2 separate regions of the Pogona vitticeps genome follow, and region 2 is linked to region 1. The links are chromatin contacts, called in public Hi-C maps. All regions are on one chromosome and are shown on one strand. The core of a region is the stretch at or near the end of the contact, and the rest is flanking DNA. Distances in the headings are between cores, read along the strand shown. Region 1 holds the start of ERCC4 (ERCC excision repair 4, endonuclease catalytic subunit). Region 2 holds the start of SPSB3 (splA/ryanodine receptor domain and SOCS box containing 3).

Region 1 (3,521 bases), core at 259-2,758:
CTTCTCAAAGCGCCGGATGATCTCACCCACCAAATGCCGCTGCACCCCGTCCGGCTTGATAGCAAGGAAGGTCCGTTCATTCACCCCAGTGAATACTAGCGGGGGTGGGGCGGGGGGGGAGACAAAATTAATTTCCATAGTAAATTTGTTTTCCCATCACTCTACCAACTATTCCATTCAAGGTGAGGAAGAATAACATATGGAATTAAAGTCTAATTTTATTGAGGAGGAGATTATAAGGTTTATTTTTCTAAGCCGCAGTTTCCCCCAGTAATGCCACTTGCCCTAAAGTCTAGGGAGACGAGGTGGAGGCACGTCAGACAAGATGTAGATTTTGTGATGGCCCAAAGCTGCCTTGGGCTTGCAGTGGCCTTCGTCGGCCACTGGCTCAGTCGGGTGGCTCTCCTTGAAAAAGGAACTCTCTGGAAAGGGAGTATCAATCAGTCTTAATAATACGGTAAGTAGGACCCCTTATCTATGGGATCAGTATTCACTGATTCACTTACCCATGATCTGAAAATGTTAAAAATATTAAAAGAAATACATATATTTCTAAAGATTAAGTTACCTGAATAAGCCATTAAAAGCAACTATCCCATGCTATGTATGTATATTGTTGACTTTAAAAAAAAATGTGTTTCCACAATATCATGACCAGAACTGGTCACTAGAGGGAGCCAGAGACCATGCTATAGTGATTACTACTACTGTATTAAAATAGCGTTCGCCATTATCCGCGTTTTTCAGCATCTGCGGTGGGGGGACGGCTCGAACCAATCCCTCCTGGACACGGGGATCCCACTGTACTATGCAAAATGGACCAGTATTCTGGCTCAGGTTAAGGCCACTCCATATAATTGAAGAACTAATTGGGAACCATTGCAGCATATTGCTAAAGAAGGAAAACCGTATGCAGGCACTTTTTCCCCTCAGACGCAAAAAATAACTCGGCTTGTTTCGGGCAGGGCCCGATGAAAGGGGACGCGTGTCGAGAAGGGCGCCGGGGGTACCCCCCCCACTCACTCACCCGCCTGAAAGAGACCCGCCAACAAAGCCAGCAGGAAGATCATGACGGCGCCCAAAACAGGGTCCGGGCAAATCGGCGGAGGAGGTCGGAAATGGGAGCCCTGCGCTCTTTTCCTATCTCTATGGTCTGCTAGATCTACGTCCATTTCGTCATGACCGCCATGAGAGGGGTCACTCTACACCTTTTCCTAGATCTATGGTCTGCTAGATCTACGTCCATTTCGACGCGACCACCGTGCGAAGGGCCACTCTACCCCTTTTCCTATATCTATGGTCTGCTAGATCTACGTCCATTTCGACGCGACCGCCGTGCGAGGGGCCACTCTACACATTTTCCTATATCTATGGTCTGCTAGATCTACGTCCATTTCGTCATGACCGCCGTGCGAGGGGGCCACTCTACACATTTTCCTATATCTATGTTTTGAGTACTTCCGGCATCGAGCGTGGCCTTTCCTTCCGCGCCTGCGCAGTGTGTGGTGTGTGTGTGTGTGAGGGCGAAGAGGGATTGGAACTCGGCCCCTTGGCGGGCGAAGCTCCTCCGCCATGGCGTCGAGCGTGTCTCCGGCGCCCCTGGACCACGAGAACCAGATTTTCTTGGACCTTTTCGAGCAGGACGGGCTGGTGGTCTGCGCCCGAGGGCTGGGCATCGACCGCCTCCTCCTGCGCTTCCTCCGCCTCTACTGCGACCCGGCTCGGCTGGTGCTGGTGCTGAACACCGGCCCTGCAGAGGAGGTCAGGCCAGGCGGGGGGGGGCTTTCATGGGGAAAGAGGCGGGGGGCTGAGGCGGGTCAGTGGAAGAGCCGGGGAGGGAAGGGGGGGGAGGACGCCGCCGCCCAAGAGATTCCTGGACCATCAGGAAACTGAAAAGAGTCCCAGAACTGTCACTCCAAAAAAGTAACTTTTCCAAGTTCCGTTACTTAAGTAACGAGCAGGCCCTGCCTTTCCCCTCCAGTCCTTTTCAACGGCGGTGAGTGAATCTTCCCTTCAGATTCTTGCACCCTGTTTATTCTGATTTTTTTTCCCCTTTCACTCCAGGAATATTTTATTGAACAGCTGAAGATCGATCAGGCGGCTCATCTTCCGAGGCGGGTGACGAACGAGATCCCAAGCAGCAGCCGATATGAGGTTTACACGCAAGGAGGCGTCGTTTTTGCAACCAGCCGGATCCTGGTGGTGGATTTTTTGACAGACAGGATCCCTTCAGATCTTATCACCGGTGAGACACTGACTAGACTGTGGGTCTAATCCCCTCTTGTTCCCTCTCAAACACAGAGAGATGCCTGTCATATCAGTGACCTCTAGGCTGAAAAACACAATTGCCTTTTTTATAACAATTTCCCTCACATTTTTACAGATTTAATGTTCGTTACTTGTTCTTAAAGAGATGCATTGTTCCTTTACAGGATTATACCCCCAGAGGTCAGTGTGGTGTAGCTGCTAAAAGAAACATTGTGCTCAATGAGCTATAGATCAGTTATTAAGCTGATTGGAAGTATTTTCAGTTTCCGGGTGCGATGTTTTAGCTTCATCTATTCCCTCTGCTGAACACTAAATGAGGGGCATTGCAAGTGGACAAAAAACAGTCCTGGATCTGCTAGGATCTGGATTATTTGTGGTGGATCTTTAGGCATTTCTGGTGATAGCATTAGTGAAAGGATTCCCTGACTCCTTTAATTAAGCTTCTGAAATAGATAATTGGGGGGAGGAAGGATTTAAAAAGTGAATACTATACGTACTTGGCATGGTTTCAGGCTCCTTCTAGTGCCAGTTCTGGCAATGATTTCTTTAGAAATATATATTTCTAGTAATTTTTAAAAATACTTTAAAATAGTTTCAGAGCGTGGATAAGTGTATCAGCAGATACTGATTTTGCGGATACAGGAATCCTGTTTTTGTTGCCAGGTTCAGATTATCTTTGTTCAAAGCTTGTGCTTCTTTACTGTAATAAACCCTAGCAGTGAGGTTTCCTCCTATGACTCTTTTATGTCATTTACACTTTTATTGTAAACAATTCAGTTTCCAAAGAGTGATTCATGAGTCACTATGATCAAGCGAGAGAGGGGGGAACTGCAGCTGGGGATGAAATGGAAATTGTATTAGGGCTACAAGCATTTTACAGAGACGGGCCTTGGACCTGTGATAACTTTTGTTAGCAGACTTGTTTTTGTAATCTGACTACAACAGGACAACTGTTGTCTTTGGTCAGCGCGAGAAATGCGCTGCTGGGTTTATGGACCTTTGATCTGATTCAGAAGGGCTCTTGTTTGTGTGCAGTCTTGTCCCATTTTTACTGGAAAATTAGCCTAATTAAATTCCATAGGACTTAGAGGAGTGCAGATATGCCAGGATGGTTACTTTGTCTCTAAGTGAAACTTGAGAAGTTCTGCAATTTCCCTTTTCAATTCAATTAGCATTGAATATTTTCCACCGATGTGACTTTGAAGCAAAGAGAGTGAAGGAATTAAAGGGTCTTGGTTCATCTGTCTTGGAAA
Region 2 (3,521 bases), core at 396-2,895, 150 kb after region 1:
TGCCGTCAATTTAATAAGTGGTATAGAGGAGCCTCGCCTTGCAGATTTGAATACCTAGTATTTAATGAATACCTAGTATTTAAAGATTCAGCAAGGGCAGCCATGTAATTTGTCATCTACAAGCATTTCTGCTCTCTCTTAATTTGCTCAGTTGTCAGAGGTTATATTGCTATAAGCCACCTGTTGTACTGAAAAGTATTTTCAAGTGGCTTTTGTTGGTCTTGAGTGCACAATTTAGACTGCCTGCCTTTATAATGAAACTGATGAAGAGGGAACCCCTAAAAACTAGTATTTGAGATGGACCTACACAGCTGGACTACCTGTTTGGACTCAGCACTTGTCCGCACATGAATATTTTCCGTTCGACCACTGACTGAAAATTAGGACCAGTGGCACTTGTTGCAACAAAATCTGTCAATCTGTTTTTAAAGCTTTTCTCCACCGATCTATGAGTGGCGTGCATGTCTTCAACTTTCCCTTACAACTCCATGAAGAACAGAAAAGGTGACCTAGTAAGTGTGGTCGCTAACTGGGGGTGTGAACCTGGGTTCTCCCAGGCAATCTGAATTTAAAATGGGTCCAGCTATTTCCGACTACCTCTGCACTGTTTCACGGAGATGGATTCCACATGTCAGGAAGCACCCCTGAATTATGCAGCTACAGTTATGTACTGTACTATTGCTTACTCACTAGTGGATATCATAATATTTTAAAGGAAAGCCATTGTGGACAGCTCAGTGGTTTAGGCATCTCCCGAGTTCGATTCCCCCCACCCCCAACTGGGCCTCCTTAACAGGGGCTGGACTCGATGGTCTCCGGGGGTCCCTTCCAGCTCTGCGATGATGATGATTATAGTGACCAGGGAGGACAGGGCATAGGGCAAAACGCCGCCCCACTGATAACGATCTTAGCTGCAGACACTCCAGGATGAACGCAGAGGAGACCCTTCTGTGGAATGCTCTCCTGTCGTTCCCCCACCCGAGGCGCCAACCGGACCCCCCCCCAGTGGGGTGCCATCCATCCCCACGAACTGAGACGCTGCTTCGTCGCCCACTCACCCCGCGCCGCCTCCTTCTCCATGTGCCTTCCACCACCACCCACCACTTCCGCTTCCCCCTTGAGTGACAAGAACCTCAACGAATAAGCAGGCAACTGAGGACCACTTTCCCCCCCTCTTCCGCCTCCCATCTGCCAGAGTGACAAGGCAGGTCTCCAATGACAAAGCAGGCAGGCTGGCTGCCGACACCGCATTGGTCGCAACCCCCCCTTGGGGTGATTTGTATTTTCCCGTCGCCCCCGCTCGCGTCCAATCAGGCAGCGATTCGCTTTCCTCTCCTCAGCCCGTCATCGCCTTGAGGGAACGCCTTCGTCCGCCACCGTTTATTGGCCAGATTTAAGCGTCTCCATCCGGCGTCCTCGCGCGCAGGGCTATTGGCCTCCCCCCCTCACCCCACCCCGCTTCCGCCTTCGAGACAGGAACGTGTCTCCCTGGAAACCAAAGGAGGAGCCAATCCGGGTTTCCCCTCTCCCTGAAGGGCTGAGGCGTCGGGAAGGAGGAGGGGCCGCCGCGCGGGGATGGCTGTCTTTTGGACGGGAGCGTCCAATCAGGAGAGAGAGGGCCTCCTTCGGGGCGCCGGGTTGGCCTCGGGCTCTGTGGGCGGGGCGAGGAGGGAGAGTGACGCAGGCCGGAGAGACGGAGGGGAGCGGAGGAGCCGCCACCAATGGGCGCGGCCGGAGCGGGGATGCGTCGCGTGGAGGGTTCTCTGCCCCGCGCTGGAAGGGAAGGGAAGCGGCGAGGCGGCGGCGGCGGCGGCAGGAGGTGGGGGCGGGCGCGCGGTCAAGAGCGGGGCCCGCGTCCTGAGGGGAGGGAACGGCTGGGGGGGGGGAGCGGGCGGTGGGACAGCGACGGGCGGCGGCGGCGGCGGCCTCAGGGCCAAGTCGCGGCCTGCTTCGCCAGAGAGCCCCCCATTTCCCCTCAGCCCGCCGGGCGACCGTTGGCCCCTCACCCAGACGGCGCCCTGCCTGCCCGCCTGCCTGCCTGCCTGCCTGGCGGGGAGCCTGGCAAAAGATGCCGCTTCTGTGTGGAGAGTGGCCGCCGAGCCTGGCCGAGAGAGAGAGAAAGAGGCGCAGGCCTCGGGGAGGAGTCGGTGGCGGCGGCGCTGCTCTTCCCGTCCGTTTCTTTCCTCACCGTCCACGGTGAGGGGGGCGGGCGGCCCTTCTTGCCTTGCCCACGGTGTGAGGGGTTGGGGGGGAAGCAGGATCCGGCAGATCACAATAGTTGGATTTGTTCAGAAGTGGCTGAAAGGACTTTCCCCCCTCTCCTCACTCCGAATCCTTTCCCTTGAATTTCTTCTGTTTATTTATTTATTCTGTTTGTACCCCGCCTATCTGGTCAATACGACCACTCTTGTGAGCCTGAGAGTAAGGACGCTCTAAGTATGGATTTTTTTTTAAAAAAAATTTTTTTGGTACGCTACTCTTTATTATTTATTTATTTATTTAGACTCTGGAAAGCAAGTGTACACAGATTTGGGGAAATGCACCCAACTACAGCATAAGCAAGATTATATAAATCTGGCACCTAACTGCAAATCGCTGGGATGCCTATTTGCAGTTTGTAAATCTTAAAATGCATTTATGGGCCTCGTGAATAATAAAGTCAGTTCTTTTCAGGAATTTCTAGCTAAAAGTAAAAAGAAGGATAAAGAAAGGGACTTTCGTGGGTAGATGGGTCAAAGGAAGCTCCCTCCTGACCTCATGTGGAGGATGGAGGGAGGGAAGTGATGGAGGCAAGCAGCTTGAGGCATGGAGGTAGCTGGGCAATGCTCATCAGATTTGAACTTGCCAGTCACACTGTCACTAATGAAGGGCTGTTTGCTGTTATAAGGCCTTATTTTCAGTTCCTGCTATACCGCTTCACCTTTACATTTGGAACATATCAGCACCGTCTTGCCGAAGCTGTGATAGATACTCAGTAACAAGGAGCGAATCTGGATTTGTGGCAGGAGTGACAAATGTTTGTCGAGACGTTTTGGAGGCTGAGTTCAGTGAGTGCTCCGAGAACCACATGTTGTGTATGGTTATGCACTTCCATACTTCCTTGACCAGAAAGCAGTGCCTCAGATTAACCTGCTTGGTGCATGAGAGAAAGCATACAGTGGTGCCTCGCACAACGAGTGCCTCACACAACGATAAATTCACACAACGATGGCTTTTTCTGAAAATTTTGCCGCCTCACACAACAATGTTTCCTATGGGGTTCCGTCACAATCAGTTTTTCTGCCCCACGTCACTGGGGAAGGAGTTGATGTCCAATATTATTGTCTTCTGTACTGCTTTTTCCATTGGCAGTTTGTTCTAAAATTATTCCTGTTATATAGTTAACAGCCCATTGGAAGAGAAGATAAATCTTCAAGAAGGCACACCTGTTTTTGTCCTGAGTTCATTTCTGGATTTACCTTCCAGATTACTTCTCCAAAGACACAATGTCCCGACGTATACGCAATAGCAGAGCCTGGCAC

Evidence for each region. A called contact is a pair of places that touch in the nucleus more often than the background predicts.
Region 2: a contact with region 1 is called in a Hi-C map of muscle, with 3 times the contacts expected there. The contact joins the promoter of SPSB3 here to the promoter of ERCC4 in region 1. A contact is called at or near these places in 2 of 2 Hi-C or Micro-C datasets (blood and muscle).

What each region holds. Positions count from the first base shown.
Region 1 is chr13:7,465,196-7,468,716 of PviZW2.1, forward strand. ERCC4 (ERCC excision repair 4, endonuclease catalytic subunit) reads left to right here and starts at 1,509. Exons shown (of 11, transcript XM_072982695.2): 1 at 1,509-1,761; 2 at 2,065-2,245. The coding sequence starts at 1,573. It overlaps NME3 (NME/NM23 nucleoside diphosphate kinase 3), which reads right to left and starts at 1,166. Exons shown (of 5, transcript XM_020807827.3): 1 at 1,028-1,166; 2 at 1-95. The coding sequence starts at 1,070.
Region 2 is chr13:7,619,288-7,622,808 of PviZW2.1, forward strand. It overlaps SPSB3 (splA/ryanodine receptor domain and SOCS box containing 3), which reads left to right and starts at 1,646. Exons shown (of 7, transcript XM_072982874.2): 1 at 1,646-1,819; 2 at 3,466-3,521. The coding sequence starts at 3,486. NUBP2 (NUBP iron-sulfur cluster assembly factor 2, cytosolic) reads right to left here and starts at 1,163. Exons shown (of 7, transcript XM_020807824.3): 1 at 1,059-1,163. The coding sequence starts at 1,080.